2 separate regions of the Canis lupus genome follow, and region 1 is linked to region 2. A link is a contact called in public Hi-C data. All regions are on one chromosome and are shown on one strand. Each heading gives the region's core, a stretch centred on a gene start, on an enhancer-like site or on the middle of the called end of the contact. The rest is flanking DNA. Distances are from core to core; before and after follow the strand shown.

Region 1 (4,305 bases), core at 506-3,005, 410 kb before region 2:
GCAGGTTGAGAGGCAAGTGGCCCCGTCACCTCATTACCCCAGCCCACCCTCAGACACAGAGCCACCCAGCTCACCTCTGGCCAGCCACAGATGCAAGAGGAGGACTGTAGGATCACCCAGCAGGTGAACCTTCATTTTCGATCTGCAGAATCATGAGCCGTGGTTGTTTTCGGCCCTTACATTTGGGGCCAGTTATTACACGGCGTAGCTGGCTGATACGGTTGTTGGGCTTAGAGAAGAATAATGATGACAGCAATCACTTGCAGAGGGTCCTTGGCCCGCCAGGCCCATTTCCGAGCTCTTGGAGGGATCACCTCATTCACTCCTCCCATTGCCTCCTCCCAGTGGCTCTGAGAGTTGGAACTTGGATCCTCCCTTTACAGATAAGAAACCAGAGTGTGGGCCAAGACCCTCGTCTATGGCGGGGCTGCCTGAATCGTAAGAGGCAGAGACAAGATTGAAACCCGAGTCTGTCTTCATGGACTCAGCCCGGAGTCACCTTCCCCGACGAGCCTCAATGTCAGAGCAAGCCAGCAGCACAGAGAGAGGGTGTAATGTATTCTGCACACAGGGGCTGACGTCACTAAGAATGTTCTCAGCCTTCCGTCCCCCAAGAATTATGTTGCATCTCACCCCCAGCCAGTGCCTCTAATTCCAGTGTGCTTTTAGAAGAAAGACAAAAGCACAGATGTTGGGATCATTTATCTCTTCTTTAATTCAACCTCCTCTTTAATCAGCAAATATTTATTGAGCACCTGTCATGAGCCCATTTCCATAATGTTCTTTTGTTCGTGACACCTCCTGGACCCCTATTGCGTGCCAGGCCCTCACTCAGCGCGTGTGACTGTTACGGGGACGCTGTGGTTGTTAGGATCATCCCTCCCTCCACTTCACAGATGGAAAAGCTGAGGTTCCAGAGAAGGGCACTGGCCACCCTGAGGCCACCAAACTGCTAAGTGGCCAGGACGGGATTCCAGCCCAGGTGTGGCCAAATTAAGGCAGGACCTCTGCTTTCTCCATCAGCACAGCTGTGGCTTTTTATTAAAAGGATTTCGACATTTCCCCGGGGCTCTGTGTATGGCAGGTAGTGGGGCTGGAGGGCCCCAAGAGAGATGGGGTGTCATAAAATGTTCCCTGACTCCAAGAGCTGGTCGGCCCCCTGTGTGCTGCTCAGGCCCTGGGTGATGCCACAGGCGCAGCAGGCCCAGGAGGAAAGGGATGTGTGCTGGGGGTAGAGAGAACCACAGGCTCCAGCCCACTCTCCTTGTGTCTAGCCGACAAGTCACCGCCACCCTTGGTCCCTGCCTGCCCCACCCCTGTGCTTCGCTACTGGACTGCAGCCATCAGCCAGCACCAGGCTCTGGGCATGGAGCCCTGGCCCTCCTGGCTGACCTGTTTACAAATGGGGAGTTCAGAAACAGTCTGGGCTGCCGCCTCCTCCCAGGGCAATCCCTGGGATGGGGGCATAGCTGTAGGCCTCCCGGGTTTCTCAGAGCCCAGCCCCTGCAGAGGCTGCCTCCTCCAGGCTGGCAGCCGACCCCATGCAGGTGTCCTGGTCCATCAGAATCTAGCTGTGAGGAACCCTCTGGCGGCCCAGCAACTCTAGCAGGTGTGACTGTGGGAGCTGGAGGGGAGCAGAGCTGAGAGGCTCTCCCCCCAGGAGGGCAGAGGGTCATCCAGACAACGGAGGGGGGATCTTATCCCTGAACCACACAGGGCTGTCCTCTCCCCTGGGGGGAAACATGGGGTGCTAGAAGGACCCCTGCCTGCACTGGGGGCCCTCATCGGCTGAGAAACCACAGACCACTCACTCTACCTCTCTGGGCCTCCATGTCCTCCTTGTGAAAGTGGACAGAGAATGCTCGGAGCCACGTGCCAGGCGGACACTAGTAACTCGTGCCGAGCCCGTGCTCAGCACGTTGCACACTGTCTTCGTTATTGCCCCAGACAACACGAAGACCTCGGGATTCTTGGCATCATCCCCATCTTGCAGATGAGAAATCCGAGGAGGCTCGGAGCAGGGAAGTAAGCTTCCCAGGGTCACGTAGCTGGTGAGCCGGTGGCCACAGGCTGCCTGAACTTGGCCACCCCACCCGCCAGTCCCGGGGCTCTGCCGCATGGCTGTCGGCCTTGCTTCCCGGGGAGGTGACAGTCACAGGTGCCAGGACACCCTGGCCGGTGTGCCAGCCCCTGGTCAGGGCCTGCTGCCCCACCCACCTGCCTGATCTCGAGGAGCAAGTCGCCAGCCCCTGAGCCCCCTTCGTGTCCTGAACTCCTCTGCTATCCCGCTCAGAAATGAGTTGTGCTCCCCCCGTCTCTGGAACCATCTCCCCCTGTTCTCCTGGCTAAGCCTGCTTTTCCCTCCAATCGGCCTTCAGGCAGCTTGCATGTCACGTCCCTGGATGACATGGGTGGCTTCGCTGTGCACCCCCCCCACACACACACCGTGGCCTTCTCCTGAAGAAGAAAGCACTGCCTCCTCTCTGCCCACATCCGGGCCATGGGTTCAAATCCAGACTCTGCCCCTCCCGAGCTGTGCAAACACCAGCAAGCAGGTCGCTTTCAGCTCCTCCCTGCAGAAACGGGCATAATCGTAGCCTCCCCTTGTGGTGGCCACAAAGGCCAAGTCAGTTAGCCCAGGGGTGGCCTTAGAATGGCTGCCTGTCCTGAGCAAGCGCTGGATGTCTGGCCCCCACTTCACTTTCCCCGTTGGAGCTTTCCTGAGTGTGAATTGTATGTGACCGCTGGTTAGAGTTCCTGCCTTCCTCCCAGACTCCGAGTTCCTCGGAGGGTGGAGAGAGCTTCTGGCTCGTTCCTCGCCCTGCCCCCAGCTGGAGCACAATGCCTGGCACAGAGAGGGCAGCTAAGACATATTTGTTGCGTGAATGAATGGTTACATGGGTGCGTGACTACAGCGGACCCCGTTCTCAGCGTCAGAATGAGATCAGGTGATTGGGGAATGCAGGCAACAGTGCTTACCCACGGTTGCCTGATTTAACAGCCACTTAAGCCTTTTCTTAGAGATCTGGATTCCTGGGCCTCACCCTCTGGAGATTCTCATTCCCTGATTGTGAGGGGCTCCGGGAGCCTGCGGTTTTAACAAGCACCTCTGATTCGTAGACACAGGCAGTTTGAGAAATGCTGGTTTAGAACAAAGCTCAAAGAGGAAATCCATAGAAGAGGGAGGCAGATACACCGTTAACATGGCCCAGAGGCTTGAGGCGAGGGTGTCCCCCTGTCTGAGGGGTGGGACAGGGAGAAGACCCTGGAGGGCTTCCTGAAGGAGGTGGCCCTGGGGCCAACCTTGAGGATTGGGAACAAAGATGCAAGGGTCAGGGGTGTCCAGCTCCCTCCTCACAATGACCCCATCTAGAAGACAGAGGAAGGTGGCATAGGCCCAAGTCCATTACCCATGGACCCAAGTCCAGGGTTCTGTGAATCAGGATGCCATGCCCCAAGGGAACATCCAAGTGTGATGGCGGGTCTGCTCCATTGGAGAGGGAATGGGGTCCAGGCAGCACTTTGCAAAGGAAGCTAAGACAGGAAAAAGCCTCAGACCAGTGACTAGGCCAGTGGGCCCTGCCTGGAGGAGGTTGCCCTGGCTCTGGGAGGGCGGGGGGGAGGACCCGGGGCAGGGGTCAGTGGTCATGATCAATATTCCTCATTTCCATCATGGCCCATCCAGAGCTGTATAGCAGGCATTAAGACTGCTGTTGGTGAAGGCATTGAGACTGTATCCCGGACACAGGGAAGACAACACCCATCTTGGGAAAGGTGGGAGGGCAGGGGCAGGGGCATTTTATTGATAAGTGTTGACCGTGAACTTGGCCTCCTGAAGTCCAGCCTCCAGGAAAGCCACTGTACACCGAGGTCTCCATTCAGGCCTGAGTCTGCGAGTGTGTGTGTGTGTGTGTGTCCCCGCAGGTGCACTGTAGGGCTCCTGAATGTGTGTAGGGACGTTGTCTTCACCACTCTATCCTGAGTGTCTACCACAGTGGCTGGCATGTAGTGTGTGCTCGATGAATGATCGGATGAGGTGCAGCGGCCCCCTACGTGTCATCGCCACAGTTCCGGGTAAGATGGAATTTGGGTCTGTAGGGCTGCCTAACAGCCTGCAGGCAGGGCAGGACCTGCTCGGACCTTTAGAGCCTAGCTGTTTGGAGAGACAGGAAGCATGCATGTGCAGGAGATAGAGAGCCTAGAGAGCCACCTTCGATGGCCAAGGATTTCATGGAGATGAGCAGTATTTGCCAGGCAGGCGTCGCATGTGCTAAGGCCTAGAGGTGTAAGACGCTCTTCTAGGAC
Region 2 (4,360 bases), core at 964-3,463:
CAGAGTCACCTTTCAGGCCCCCCCACCAGGGCCCTGGTGTACCAGGCTCAGTGACTGGCACCGCTGCCAAAGGAAAGGACGGCCTTGCTTCCCTTATCCCCAAGAACTTACCATCTGGTTCAAGGGAGAAGAGTGACATGCAAGGGAAACTCACTCACACAGTGCTGGGTGTTCACTCGTGCTGTGGAAGGACCCTCCCAGCCAATGTGGGACTGGATTTCCATTCATGTGTTTGGCTGCTATTGAGCAGCCGCTGTGTGCCTGCTTCTGTACCAGACATCGTGGAGAAAAAATACAGATGAATGAAGACCGTGCCTGCCCTTGAAAAGCTTGCGGTTAGTGGAGGAGTCTAGAAACCAATAATTATGGGACAGATAAGCAAAATAGCTCCCCCTACTTGGGCGCTTACTATGTGCCAAGCATGGCATGAGGAGTTGCACACAAGATGATGTAAATGAGCTAGCTACTGCTTTTAGTTCTGTTTTACAGCAGGGAAAACCAAGTCAGGTGACTTGCCCAGGGTCACACGGTGATGGAAGAGCAGAGCTGGGACTTGACCGGGTGGTCAGACTCCAGAGTCTGTGACTGAAGCCACTACCGCAGTCCATGAGGCAATGGTGGGGAGGCATTTGGATAAACATAGAAGAGGCCAACGGAGAATGCCAGAGGAGAGGACACCTGGGCTGAATTTTCCCAGGTGAGGAAGTGGGGAAAGAGCAGAGAGAACAACTGGTGTGGAGCCAGAGGAACATAGCCCATTCCAGCACTTCCTTGTAGCTACAGCAAAGGGTATGAGGACAGAAGAGTGGTTAGAAGGGCTAGAGGGGTCCCCAAAGGTGAGCCCTTGAGAAATGTTGTACTAAGCCAGGGAGTTGGATTTCATTCTGAGAAAACAAAGGGTTTCAAGCCTTGAAGGAAGGTGTTCACGTTTGTCTTCTGGAAAGCAGGCAACAGTGAACTGAGGGGTGGACAGGACAGGGACCCTGGGTAGGTGGCATATCCAGCCAGGGGGCTTCTGAAGAACAGGTGAAGGAGGGGAGCTGGGGTGAGGCAATGGAGGGTGTGACCACAAGAGCCCTTGAGGAGGGCATGACCTTGTGGGTAGGACCAATGGCCCTGGCCACACACCTCCAGGGCTCATGCCAAGACCAAGAGAAAGGAAGCCACTGCCTGATTTAAAGCTTGTGCACTTTGCTCGTGGGCCCCTATTGCTCAAGACCTAGTTAATTTTAGTTTACAAATACCTCTGACAGTGTTGAGGGTCTGATTCCCAAATGCACAACAGATTAGAGGTGGGAAGTTTTACAGGATATAAAACTGTAAGTAAGAACTGATAAGAGGCAAGCTGATAGCAGTGAGAGATGCTGGCTGATGTTAAGATACCAAAACTTGAAAGGAAAAAAAAAAAAAGCAAAAAAGCATAACAGGGGTGCCTGGGTGGCTCAGTTAGTTAAGTGGCACACTCTTGATTTCAGCTCAGGTCATGATTTCAGAGCCTTGGGATCAAGCTATGTGATGGGCTCTGTGCTCAGCAGGGAGTCTGCTTGAGATTCACTCCCCCCCCCCCCGCCTCTGCCCCTCTGCCCACCCCCTGCTCGTGCTCTCTCTCTAACTAATAGATAAATCAATCTTTAAGAAAATAAATGAAAGCGGGGAATCCCTGGGTGGCTCAGCGGTTTAGCGCCTGCCTTTGGCCCAGGGCGTGATCCCGGAGACCCGGGATCGAGTCCCGCGTCGGGTCCCTGCATGGAGCCTGCTTCTCCCTCTGCCTGTGTCTCTGCTTCTCTCTCCCTCTCTGTATGTCTCATGAATAAATAAATAAAATCTTTAAAAAAAAAGAAAATAAATGAAAGCATAACAAAGTGGCATCCGTAGATTTCAGAAGCAGCAATACAACTTATATTAAAAGACACTCTGTTTAATAAAGTCGGGAATTAGGTCGTATTTTTTTAAAAATATTTTCATCCTAAGGCTAAAATAGAATTTGAAAGTTTGAGTAATTAAAAGAGCAAACCCTCAGCTCCACAGGTTGGCTAACTGCCCTTAGGATCCAGGGAACGGAAACCTTTTTGTGCCTTGCATTTTCAGGGCACCTTCCAGAACCCTGTCCTGACCCTCAGCTCACCTGATCCTCACAGCTACTCCACGAGGAAGACAGCAGAGGGGCCGTGCCCATGTCACAGGCGGAGAAGCTCACGCTCCTCTGTCCAGAGCTGCCCAAACCGTCCTTCATCCTCAGGGCCAGGCGTGGAGCGCAGGCGTCCGGACCTGCAGCTGGAGCGCCGCGGCCCCGCCCCCTCCCGGGCCAGGCCACACCCCCCGCAGGTGCGCAACACCTGCTCTGCTGCTGATTGGCTGCTGGGACGGCACTGAGCAACGGCCCGCCCCTTCTCGCGTCTACGTGTGGTGACATCATAGGCTTATTTGCATAGCCATCAGCCAATCGTCAGCGCCCCGACCCGGGCGGCCCGGCTGCCTGCTGCAGCGCAGGTGGTGCTCTGGGGCCTTGCGTGCGCTCTCCCACGGAGCGTGCGCCGCTGCCTGAGGTCCCGACGGCTTTTAGTCCCCTTCCTCAGATTAAGGAACTTCCGCGGCTTGGCTTCCCCCGCCTGTTTGTGAGCGTGGTCTGGCCGCGACGTCCGCCGCCCCCCTGATCCGCAGAGTTGACTGGCCGTGAAGGGTGTCCCTTCCCCCTCACCGCTCCCCGTGTGTCCCTCCCCCCGAAGCTGCGCTCGGTCGAAAAGGGGGACCGTACCTGAAAAGAGGAGGACCGTGCTTCCGTCAAGGGAATACAAGTAGCTGGGCTGCCCTGCTGGAGCCTCCAAGGAAGCTCTCGGGGCCCATTTGTAGGGGGACGTAGGGTGGTCACACTGCCAAGACTCCAGACACGGCCAGATGAGGCCCGCATGTAGCAGTCTGCCTTCTGGAAGGAAGGAGGGAAGGGAGGAGGGAGGGAGGGAGGGGGGGAGGGAAGGAAGGAGGGGGAGGGAGGAGGAGGGAAGGAGGGAGGGAAAGAAGGAGAGAGAGGAAGGAGCTTCGGAAGTCTAAGGATTTGGCCAAGGTCACTCAGATAAGTGGTAGAGAAGGAATTTGGATCCAAGAGTGTCTGACTCAAATACTAGGCTCTTAACAGCCCTGGTGTCTTCCAACAGGGGTACAAGGGAGCCCCAAGGACTTCAGCCTGAGGAGGCAGCTTCCCCGGACCCCTTCCCCCACTGCCCGTACAGAGGTGCAGACTCGCTAGCTAAGAGGAGCCCCTCCCCTTCCTGCCCGCATCTTCAAGTGCATCTTTGTCAGAGGAGGGGCCTGGCGAGGAACTTCAGCCAGGGAAGGCAAGCGGCCAGGCCCTTAGACCGTGGTGGGGCCTTCTGGGGAGCCCTGAGCTGAGGGCTCAAGTGGGTGCTGGGCCTCGGTCTGGAGCACCAAGGTACCGTGTGACCTGGGCCGTGTGTGAATCAGGAGCTCTGAAGGCTCTTCCTGGCCCGCCGGCTGCGAGGCTGACTTTCGGGGGGCTGGAGAGGCGCGCTGGCTGGACACAGGTGAGGGAAGACGCCAGACCAGCCTCCCAGCCCTCCCCCTTGCCTGCATAAGGAGAAGCACCCCCGCTGGGGCCCCGGGAGTGCCACTCTCAGGAAGAGAGGTAGAAGACCACCACCAGCCTCGGGCCCAGTCCCTCTCACTGAATCATCACACACGCGGGGACAGCTCTGCAGTCAGGGAAGCCTTCTGGTGGCGGGGGCGGGCAGGGGGCGGTGTTGGTGGCAATGAACTTCTCGAGCTGGCTGGCTGAATGGGCAGGCTGGACGGGAGAGTGTGCCGGGGAAGGGAGAGTAAATGCAGAGGCAGAGGAGGGACCAACTTTACCTCACTGGTAGAGAACACCACCCACTGCGACAGGGCAGGTGGATGACTCAGAGAGCCGGTGACGCAGGGTCCCACTAGAACCTGGGTTTCTTTGCTCCCAGCCCTGCGTTCATCTCAGCCTGAGCCCCAGCCTGCATCTCCACCCTTTTGTCTGTCCGGGTGCCAATGGGTTGGGGCCAGGGTGGGGGTCCCCTCAGCCATCTCTGCTGGCCGGGGCTCAGCATCATCACCAGCAACTTCCCCCTGCCTCGCCCAGACCTGCCCCCCAACCAGGCCTCAGCCTCCGTCTGGGTCCCTAGAGGCCGGCCTCAAGTCTCCACTCAGTCCTTTGGTTCCATCTGGTGGTAAATTTATCAAATGACAGTAGGTGGCCCTTAAGGAGAGGCTGTGGGGCCAAGTGATGGAGGAGAAGTTGGAGGCGGAGGGACAGGAGGAAAGTGAGAGGGGGGTGGAGGACGAAGAAGAAATCACTGCCTTCCAGCTTCCGGGGACCACT

What was found. A called contact is a pair of places that touch in the nucleus more often than the background predicts.
Region 1: a contact with region 2 is called in a Hi-C map of skin fibroblasts, with 2.2 times the contacts expected there. The contact joins two enhancer-like sites. A contact is called at or near these places in 2 of 9 Hi-C or Micro-C datasets (amygdala and skin fibroblasts).

The regions. Positions count from the first base shown.
Region 1 is chr18:45,074,996-45,079,300 of UU_Cfam_GSD_1.0, reverse strand. No RefSeq gene overlaps it. Among named protein-coding and RNA genes, the nearest start is that of CD82, 62 kb to the left of the region's middle. Within about 2 kb of position 1,755, at least 2 of the 20 cell types and tissues checked have an H3K27ac peak or open chromatin away from gene starts, as enhancers often do.
Region 2 is chr18:44,664,569-44,668,928 of UU_Cfam_GSD_1.0, reverse strand. No RefSeq gene overlaps it. Among named protein-coding and RNA genes, the nearest start is that of PRDM11, 35 kb to the right of the region's middle. Within about 2 kb of position 2,213, at least 11 of the 20 cell types and tissues checked have an H3K27ac peak or open chromatin away from gene starts, as enhancers often do.